Linked DNA regions of Mus musculus: all the other regions are linked to region 2. The links are chromatin contacts, called in public promoter capture Hi-C maps. All regions are on one chromosome and are shown on one strand. The core of a region is the stretch at or near the end of the contact, and the rest is flanking DNA. Distances in the headings are between cores, read along the strand shown.

Region 1 (2,947 bases), core at 174-2,673, 950 kb after region 2:
GGAGAGTTGTACACTGATTTAACTATTCTCATCTTGTGACTCATGCCTTCTGTATCTCTTCACTGCCTGCATCTTTTCTCTAGCTATCATTAATATGTACCATGAGAGAAGGAAATGTCTTCCTACAGTGAGGTTTGGTGTTTGCCCTCTGAGCCCATTTAGTGACTGAATTAATGATTTTTCCCCCTTTTTAGTCCATGCTTATTTTTATTCTCAGTCTTCTATTTTGGTTTTTTTGAAACATGGTTTCTCTGTAGCCTTGGCTGTCCTGGAACTCCCTCTGTAAACCATGTTGGCTTTGAGATGTAGCTGCCTCTACAACTGTAGGACTGGGATTAAAGGCCCGGGCCTTCTCCGTTTTATAGCTTATTCTCTTTACCTCCTTAGTGGCTCTTTATCTCCATTAGTTAACGTGTTCATCCTATATGATGCTTTTACATGTATGGTGTTTGTAAGTACACATGAGGAGGCCAGAGGGCAGTTTGTGGAGTCATTTCCAATTTTATGTGGGTCTTCTGGTAGATCTAACTCAAGTCATCAGCCTTGGTAAAGTAAGTCCCTCTACTACTGGCTGAGCCATCTCACTGCCCCTCCCCTTAAGAGAAAAGCCTCATTAAGTAGCCTGGGCTGGCCTGGTAACTGTATCTGGCTTTTTAATTTATTGTTTGAAAGAGTGTTATTGTTTGAAATCGTGAAGCTCTTGCTTCAGCCTCATGAGTCCTAGGGTGGACTTCTGTTCTTGGGTCATCTCCATTTTCTAACAGGAGACATTTAGTAACATTTGTAACCTGTCTGATGTTTCTCCACAAAGATGACAGTGCAGGCTTATACTGGTGTGCGACTCAGTCATTAAGCCACCGTGGATGTATAAAGAATACTCTGCCCGTCCTTTCTGCCCCTTAATGCCAGTTCCTAGACACTTTCTTGTCCTTATTACAAAACTAAAAATACAAGGAACAGTGTTCCACTGACTTAGAATTTCCTCTGACTCAAGATTCTCACTACAAGACACAAATGTTGAAATGCACTTGGCACCCATTTAACCTGCAAAGTAGAGTTGCTCTGTGACGACCTAGGCCCAGTTTACCATCCTTGATTTGAAAGCAGCACTTGAAACCAAGCAGATTAGTTATGGGGTTGGGGGTCTTGCAAAAAGGCTTGGCTGGAAACAAGACTTGAATGGCCAGGTGACTTGACTTGGAGTAGTCTGAGCCAAGCAGTGCTTGCTTCCCCGGGTGGAGCATTTTTCTAGACGACCTGTCTATCCCCTCAACAGTTCAGAACCATGGCAGGAAAGGGGTGGGCGAGGGACCAGAGCAGGGAAGCAACGGAGGCCCCTCTGCTTAGCGGGGCAGTGCGGGCTGCGGCGCAGGCCATCCCTAGGGGCGTGTGTGCGCGTGCGTATGCGTCGCCCTGGTAACCCGGGAGGCAGAAAGGCGCTGAATCACCAGCGCGGGCTCGCAGCGTCTGTCTGTGCAGCCGCAGGGGTGGGCAGGTGTCGCCTGCAGGTGTGCCTCGCAGGTGTCTCAACTGGACATCAGCGGCTGGCCAGTCTGGAGTACCGCGGAGCCTGGAGATCGCTGGGGATGGAGGTAAGAGCCGCACTCAGCTGCCTGCGTTCCTGTTTGGATCGATGGGTTCTCAGCAGGGTGGAGTCAGGGAGACTTGGGCAGCTAACCTTAAACCTAAGAATCGGTTTCTTTAAAGTTCATTCAGAACTGGCATTTGCTAAATGCATTTCGTATCTTAGTCAGAGGCTTTTAATCTGGACTCCAGGTCCCCGGATTTCTAGCTAGGGTGTAGTTGGGATTCCTCCTTACCTCTGCCTAGGGATGCAGGATATGAGTGTGTTTATGAGACTGGGTGATGGGGTGTTGAACGAAGCTCCAGTGAGCTTGCAGTGTTTAGCTTCAGCAGCCACCTCAGGTGCAGAATCCCATCTCCCAGCCCAGCTGGCCAACTGTCAGCAACGACGACAGCAAGCAGGTAGGTGGTGTCAGAAAAAAAAAAAAAAAAAAAAAAAAAAAAAAAAAGCCAAGAGGGGGACTTCTAAGGCTTCTTCTGGACACCTAGGAAAAGCAATCCTAGATAGTTGCATGATTTGATGGTTTCCCTGTTTCGTGGAGGCGGGAGATTTGGGGATCTTTCCAACCTCGCAAATTGCATGCTTTAGACTGAAGAATTACCTTTAAATTTCGTTTAGTGCTGTTGTCGTGGACCTCGCTACCACTTACCAAATGCATTCATCTCCTCTCTTTACCGTCACCAGAAGCTTAGCGCTGTATAAAGGCTTTTCTTCCTGCTCTTTGAATTCTCTCCAAGGAATGGCACAGATTTATCAGGATCACAAAGCTGCAATCGCTAGTCATCGTTCTCAACACCATTTGTTTTCATAATTGTCTGAAGGGAGCAAGCAAGCCGGAGCATATTCACGCTCATCTTTATTGCTGGCTTTACTGAACATTTTCGTTTGTGAGTTAGATGTTGATATTTTTCCTAGTGCTTGAGCAGAAAAGTTGAGTGGCATTTGTGTTAATAATGGAAAAAAGTGTAGATCACATTTCCTAAAAACCACAAAAATGTTCAAGGTGGATGTGTGTATTAATTTATTCCTGAAATGCACGGCGCCTGGGAAAGTTCCTCAGAGAGACTGAAGTTGTGTCACATGTACATTTTTATTTCATGCTCATGATTTTAGTTACTTCTAATGCAGATGGGGCAAAGTAGAGATTTCAGTTCAGTTCCAAACTTAGAACTCACTGAGAAAGCTGAATTCTCTGCAAACTGAACAGGAGATAAAACAAGAAACAAGACAAACAAACAAAAGCCTGCAGCAGGAATTTTTAGAACCTCCGGTAACAGGAACAGACAGCACACCGCTGCTGGGTAAAATGCCGAGGCAGGGATGCGTGTCCTTTCAGAAAGGTAACGGTCACTGAGCTCTCAT
Region 2 (2,940 bases), core at 318-2,817:
GGTATGGGGAATTGGGCTCACCAGACAAGGTCAGAGAAAAGGCAGCCCTGCTGGTAAAGAGAGTACTCAATTTTGTGCAGAGCTTAGAGGAGATATCCAGACATGGTAAACTGCAACCTAAATTACCAGGGTTTCTACAAAATTGGTTCCTTTTTCCCTTTACTTTATTAGCTTTACCTGTCAGCTTGACACAGCTTAGAGCTACCTGCAAAGGGAGTCTCAATTAAAGCATTGATCAAAGTAGATTAGCCTATAATGTGTTTTTAGCTGGTGCAAGAGAATCCAGCCCATTGTGGTCAGGACCACCCAGAAGCAGATGGTCCTGGGCTATATAAGAATCTAGTGAAATGTGAGGTTATGTCCTACTACCTCCCCCAACCCATGCAATGGACCACCACTCCTGGGATCGCACTGGAACCCCCCAAGCCAACTTTCTTATGCAGTGTGACCACTGAAAATCAGAACCTGATTATGTCCCTTCCCATTAAAATACCTCCACTGATTTCAATGTAAAGACCAACACTCTTTCTTCACTGGGTCCACAGCGCCACGTGTGTTCTTGACCTCCATACTTCTAGAACCTCTCATAGCCCACTCTGTTCTTATTCACCCGATTTTTCTCTCCTGCACCAAACCTTTCTATATGCTGCAGATTTTCCCAGAGGGTCTTCCTAGAACATCCCTAGCACCAGGCTCCTACATGAAGTGACCTTCAGATTCCAGCTCAATTGATGCTGTGTAATGGCGGCCACCCTTAAATTAGAGCATGACACTTCCTTATTTTAGTAAGATGTGCCCCTCCTTATTACATATTGCACAGCTATCACTACGCACTCCCTTGTGATACTTTTAGTAAAGTCACATATCCCCCTGTGATAATGAACTACTACAAGCTGTTCATGATTATGATGTCTGACCTGTTTCCATACACACTAATGTATCCATTAATATTCATTTAGTGTTTGAGCATTTCTCTTCTCTTTTGTTGTTCCTGTGTCACCTGTGTGGATTCTTAATGAAAAGAGACATTGGAAATGAAGTGAAGCAAGCACGGGTCTCACATACATTTTTAGGAGACATTTTACATCAAATGAGGCCTGGTGAACAATGGCTGCGATTGTAAGCATCAGAGAAACAGGCATAGGGTATCCATGATGCTGCAAAGCAGTACCTGAGGAGATCAGAGACACACAAGGCAATTCTACTCCCTAAGACTAAGACATAAGGGATTTGCACAAATCTACATACAGATGAGGGACCCAGGCTAAAGTGGTCAGAAAGAAGAAAGATGTGAATAGAACAGTGGACTCCAGAGAGTGCCTGGGTGGTTGGTGTTCTTATTGCAGAAGTGGTTTTGATCCAAAGCCAGGATCCACATACAGAAAGCTGTCTGGAATGACTAGATTCTACTACTCCTCTTGTATTAGTTGAAGAAAGTTCATTGCTTTTTGCATGATGGATTAATTTTTTTATTGCTCTTCATCCTGACTATTTTCAGTTAGACATCCTACACGCACCAAGAGCCACAGTAATTCTTTAACCTCCTCACTTGGCTACAGCTGCAGAACTTCCGGCTCACAAACATCCTGTTTTCCAGGCTGTCGGTTCTCTTTGCTGACAGCTTAGAGTTCGTGGTATCATTCTCCTGTGGTTCCAACTCGTCACTGCTGTACTTCGGGGCAAACTCTCCTCCAGTCCCATGGCAACAGGGGAAAGTATAGAGGATTTGTAGAACCTGTGATTTCAGGAGCACACAGTTCTAAATAACCAGTCTTTTCTTTCCTTTGTGAAATCTCCAGGCATGGAAAAAAATACCTTTAGTATCACACAGCCAGGGTCTCTTAAATGATCCTGAAATGAAGCCTCTTCCAGTAGGAGAGCTTTAGCTGTCCAGTGGGCACAAAAGCAAGTCTTTTTTACTCATCACTAACGTTGCTCAGAGATGGGTGAATGTCGGTTCCTTAGCCCAGTCCTGTACCTCTGCCCGGCTGAAGATGAGGTAGAAGAGCAGGCCTACTACATCAATAGCAGCTGCAAGGAAGAAGACATTTCTCCAGCCAAACTCTGAATCCTGGAGACAGGAAGCTACCTGTTAGTAATGGTGGCTTGCTTCTTGCCCCTGGCTCAGAACAGTTGTGGTTCTACACCTTGATGTTCCTTCTTCTATCTCAGCTCAGCCTTCATGGCTCCCATCTTGCTTCTGGGATAGAATGTTGCATGCCCCACACCAGGACCACATACCCCCTCTTCCCTCTGCTAAAGGCACTTCCCATCATTTGAGTCACTTTCTCACTTTTACTCTAGCACTTGTTTAATGTCACCTTTTCAAAGATTCCTCTTTGACCACACACACACACACACACACACACACACACACACAATCAGCCATGTTTCCTACTCTCTCTTTTCAGAATAATATGTCTGTAATTCACTTTAGTTTTCTGTCAATTTCTTTTTTCAATATGGATTTCATGGGGTACGACTGGGAGACTTTTGTATGTTTGTTTGCTAAAACAATTGGTTTAGTACATGCTAATATTTAATAGTTTGTTGAATGAATGAATGTACTGATCAGTCAGTCAAGTGGCAAGAGAAACAAAGCCTCTATGAGAATTACCTTTTAAACAATCCCTAGCAGTGTGCTTTCGGAGACTAGGAAGGAATGGAAGCTTCAAAAGCAAGAGGGAATTTGATTTCATTAAAACAAAAATCTTTTCTTAATCTCCTGCCTTTTCCCTGAGTTACTAACACACAGTCATGGGCAAGTTAAAAATGAGGATTTTTATAAATGTCACAGACATCCATTTCCATCTGAAATTTATATCTGTATAATTCTTAGGCAATGATCAAGTCATTGGGTTTAATTATTTATTTTTTTTTAACCTTCTCTTCTTTCAAGGATTTGTTTGTGAGACAGATTAACAACGTGACCAAACTGGC
Region 3 (2,735 bases), core at 174-2,673, 900 kb after region 2:
TAGAGGCGCATGGACTGAGGCTATACTCGTTGGGGTGCAAGCAAGCTTCATTCCGCTAACTCGAAATGATTTCTCCGTTGTTGCCAACTGGCCGACTTCTAGGGAATAATAAAATGACCCTAACCACCCTTCAGTCTTCCGGGTTTCTTCCTCACTCTGGCCCTTCCAACACCCATTTTTCCGCCCACTTCCCCGGCTTTGGCTTTTGAGCATCTCTGGAGCAGTGATTCTCAACCTCCCCATTGCTAAGATCCTTCAGTACTGTTCCTCATATTGTGCTGACTCCCAACCGTAAATTTCTGTTGCTACTTCTTAACTGTAATGTTGCTGCTGTTATGAATGTTAATGTTTTCCGATGGTCTTAGGCAACCTCTATAAAAGGATCATTGGATTCTCCCGTATGGGGTGCGACCCACAGGTTGAGAACCGCTGCTTTAACAGGACCCCCACCCTACCCCACCCCCTAAGTCCAACTACCGCTCCCCAGCATAGCCCAGGGTGGAGCTACTCTCTCCGCTTCGTCATGGAGGGCGTAGGGGGCGTGCTCTTATGACGTAAAAGGACGGGGCGGGGGAGACCTGGACAGCCTGACGGAGGGACAGAGGGGCGGAGGGAGTGGCGGGAGACCCTTGCCACGCCTTAGGACTTTCCATATTGATAAATAGGGGAAATGTGTGTTCTCAAACACCCCTAGGAAAAGAAGTATCTTACTGAAAGCCTAATTTCAAAGCTACTCACTATTTATACCGACTTTTATATGTCACACATTACTAGCTTTTCGGTTTTTCTGTCTCCATAACTGTGAAAACCTTCACGCTTCTTTTCCCGCCTCCCCCTTCAGTTTTTGCCACAGATGGTAGCGTCCGGGGCGCGCGCAGGCGTAGAGCGCTCGGGGCGGTGCCGCGGAGGGGCGGGTGACGCAGCAGCCGTCGCTGCCATTTTAAGTTGTTTGTTCTTGTTTCTTTTCCTCAAACGCGACTCAGCCCCGGACCCGGGAGGTTCCAGCGGCAGCCGCTGCTTCTGAAGCCACTCCGGTGCGGGGGGTGGGGGAACCGAGGCTGTGGCCCCGCGGACGCTCGACCTCCTCCTCCGTTGCGGCTCTCTCCCCCCATCCGTCGGGGCTCTCTCTTGGACTATCTTCCTGAACCGGACTGTTGGGCGAAGCAGGCCTCGGGAGCCGACGCTCGAACCGAGACAACTTTGCCGGGCTCACTCCGCGGACAGGCCGTAGCGCAGGGCTCCCCTCCTTCCCTCTTCCCTCCCGCGCGCTTTCCTCTTCCTCGCCGTCTCCCCCCTCCCCCTACCAACCCCGCGCCGCGTCCTTCCCTCCGTCGCCGCCCGGGGCGCCGAGCCCGACTATGGGGCCCAGGTGGGGGCTGAGTGGCGGCAGCAGCGCGCGTGGCCCGGCCACAGAGCGCAGCGCAGCGGGCATGGAGGGGCTCCGTCGGCCCGTCGTGTTCTCTTGACATGGCTCCCGCCCGCGCCACGAGCAGCGCCCCCGCCGCCGCCGCCGCCTCCTCCTCCGCAGCCGCCGCTCCGCCCGCAGGCTGCGGCTAGACGGCCCACCGACGGTCGGCCTGCGAGTCCCGCTCTCCTCTCCGCGGGGACCCCGCCCTGCCGCCTAGATCCCGGCCTCTCTGTCCCCTTGGGAAACCACCCAGCCGCCCCCACTCGGGAAACATGGGCTGTTGAACGGGAAAAGCGAATCTAGAACCCGGGAACTTCATTCCTTGCTTTTTTTTGGGGTGGGAGGGTGGGCTTCCTTTTAAGAAGTAATTATTATTAACACGATTATTCTCTTCTTTTCCCCTCCTCCCAACTGATCCTTCCTACTTAACTCTCTTCCCGCCTCCTCTACCCGGGCGGGAATTGTTTCCACATTGAAATGAGTGAGAACCCGAGTGATCCAGTGTCTCCCGTGGTGCGAGTGAGTCGCTGCCGCTGAAGGCCAGGGGTTGTGGGTGGGACCTGGGGGTCGAAGGCAGGTGATCCCCGGGCCCGGCCTGGGACGTGGGAGAACCCGCCACCTTAGCCTCAGCCATGCTCACACGAAGATAATCGAACTCCCTACCATCCCGAACTTGAACGGGGTCAAATTTATACGGAGGGCTCCCCGGGGAATGTAGAACCCACCGCAGGGCTAAGGGTGCTTGGATCCCGGGCATTAATCAGGGCTAATCACAGAGCCGGAATAACTATTAATACCGTTTAATAGACCCCCCTTTCCCTCTGCCATCATGGTTCTCCTTGGCAGCAGCGTTCGCAGCCGCCTGAGGGTGAAAACGTGGGTGATGGGGAAGTTGGTAATGACTCCGCTGTTTTTTCTCATGACTCCTTTGGGCAACAGCTGTCCACCCCCGGTATACACTGTAGTTGATTGCAGGGAAACCCTGTACCTCTCCCCTTCTTTCTCTGCTGATTTTGCACTTTTCTCTTTGCTCACCACCAAGTGTAATCAATAGCAAAGCACTGACAGTTCATAGCAGTAGTGAAATCTGAAATAACTAAGAATTAATCAGGTACTACAGCCATGGATCTGGCTGGGTAAAATCCAACTGGGGATTTCAGTTTCATTCACCTACCCTGTTTTGGTGGTTTTCAGTTTTTGGGTTTTTTGTTTTGGGGGGGGTATTTTTTTTTTCCCTGTATTTGGGAAGCAACATCACAATTTTCCCTCCCTTTTCTCAATTTCTTAATCCCTTTTCTGAAAAGGGACTATGCGAATGGGTTTCAAG

Evidence for each region. Promoter capture Hi-C pulls out the DNA fragments that hold promoters and counts their contacts.
Region 1: a contact with region 2 is called in a promoter capture Hi-C map of pre-B cells, with 3 times the contacts expected there. The contact joins the promoter of D130043K22Rik here to the enhancer-like site in region 2. A contact is called at or near these places in 3 of 39 promoter capture datasets (cranial neural crest, liver and pre-B cells) and 3 of 115 datasets of contacts at active chromatin or transcription factors (the 230-238 cell line, large pre-B cells and pro-B cells).
Region 3: a promoter capture Hi-C map of pre-B cells shows a contact between it and region 2, with 4 times the contacts expected there. The contact joins the promoter of BC005537 here to the enhancer-like site in region 2. A contact is called at or near these places in 4 of 39 promoter capture datasets (the HPC-7 cell line, HPC-7-derived erythroid cells, hippocampal neurons and 1 more) and 2 of 115 datasets of contacts at active chromatin or transcription factors (embryonic stem cells and large pre-B cells).

Annotation. Positions count from the first base shown.
Region 1 is chr13:24,843,708-24,846,654 of GRCm38.p6, forward strand. D130043K22Rik (RIKEN cDNA D130043K22 gene) reads left to right here and starts at 1,424. Exons shown (of 21, transcript NM_001081051.2): 1 at 1,424-1,592.
Region 2 is chr13:23,896,839-23,899,778 of GRCm38.p6, forward strand. It overlaps Slc17a4 (solute carrier family 17 (sodium phosphate), member 4), which reads right to left. Exons shown (of 12, transcript NM_177016.3): 12 at 1,051-2,071. The coding sequence ends at 1,937. Among named protein-coding and RNA genes, the nearest start is that of Slc17a4, 17 kb to the right of the region's middle. Within about 2 kb of position 1,568, at least 30 of the 459 cell types and tissues checked have an H3K27ac peak or open chromatin away from gene starts, as enhancers often do. A contact at or near this core is called in the HPC-7 cell line, pre-B cells and pro-B cells, where this site is marked.
Region 3 is chr13:24,800,234-24,802,968 of GRCm38.p6, forward strand. It overlaps BC005537 (cDNA sequence BC005537), which reads left to right and starts at 1,424. Exons shown (of 5, transcript NM_024473.3): 1 at 1,424-2,735.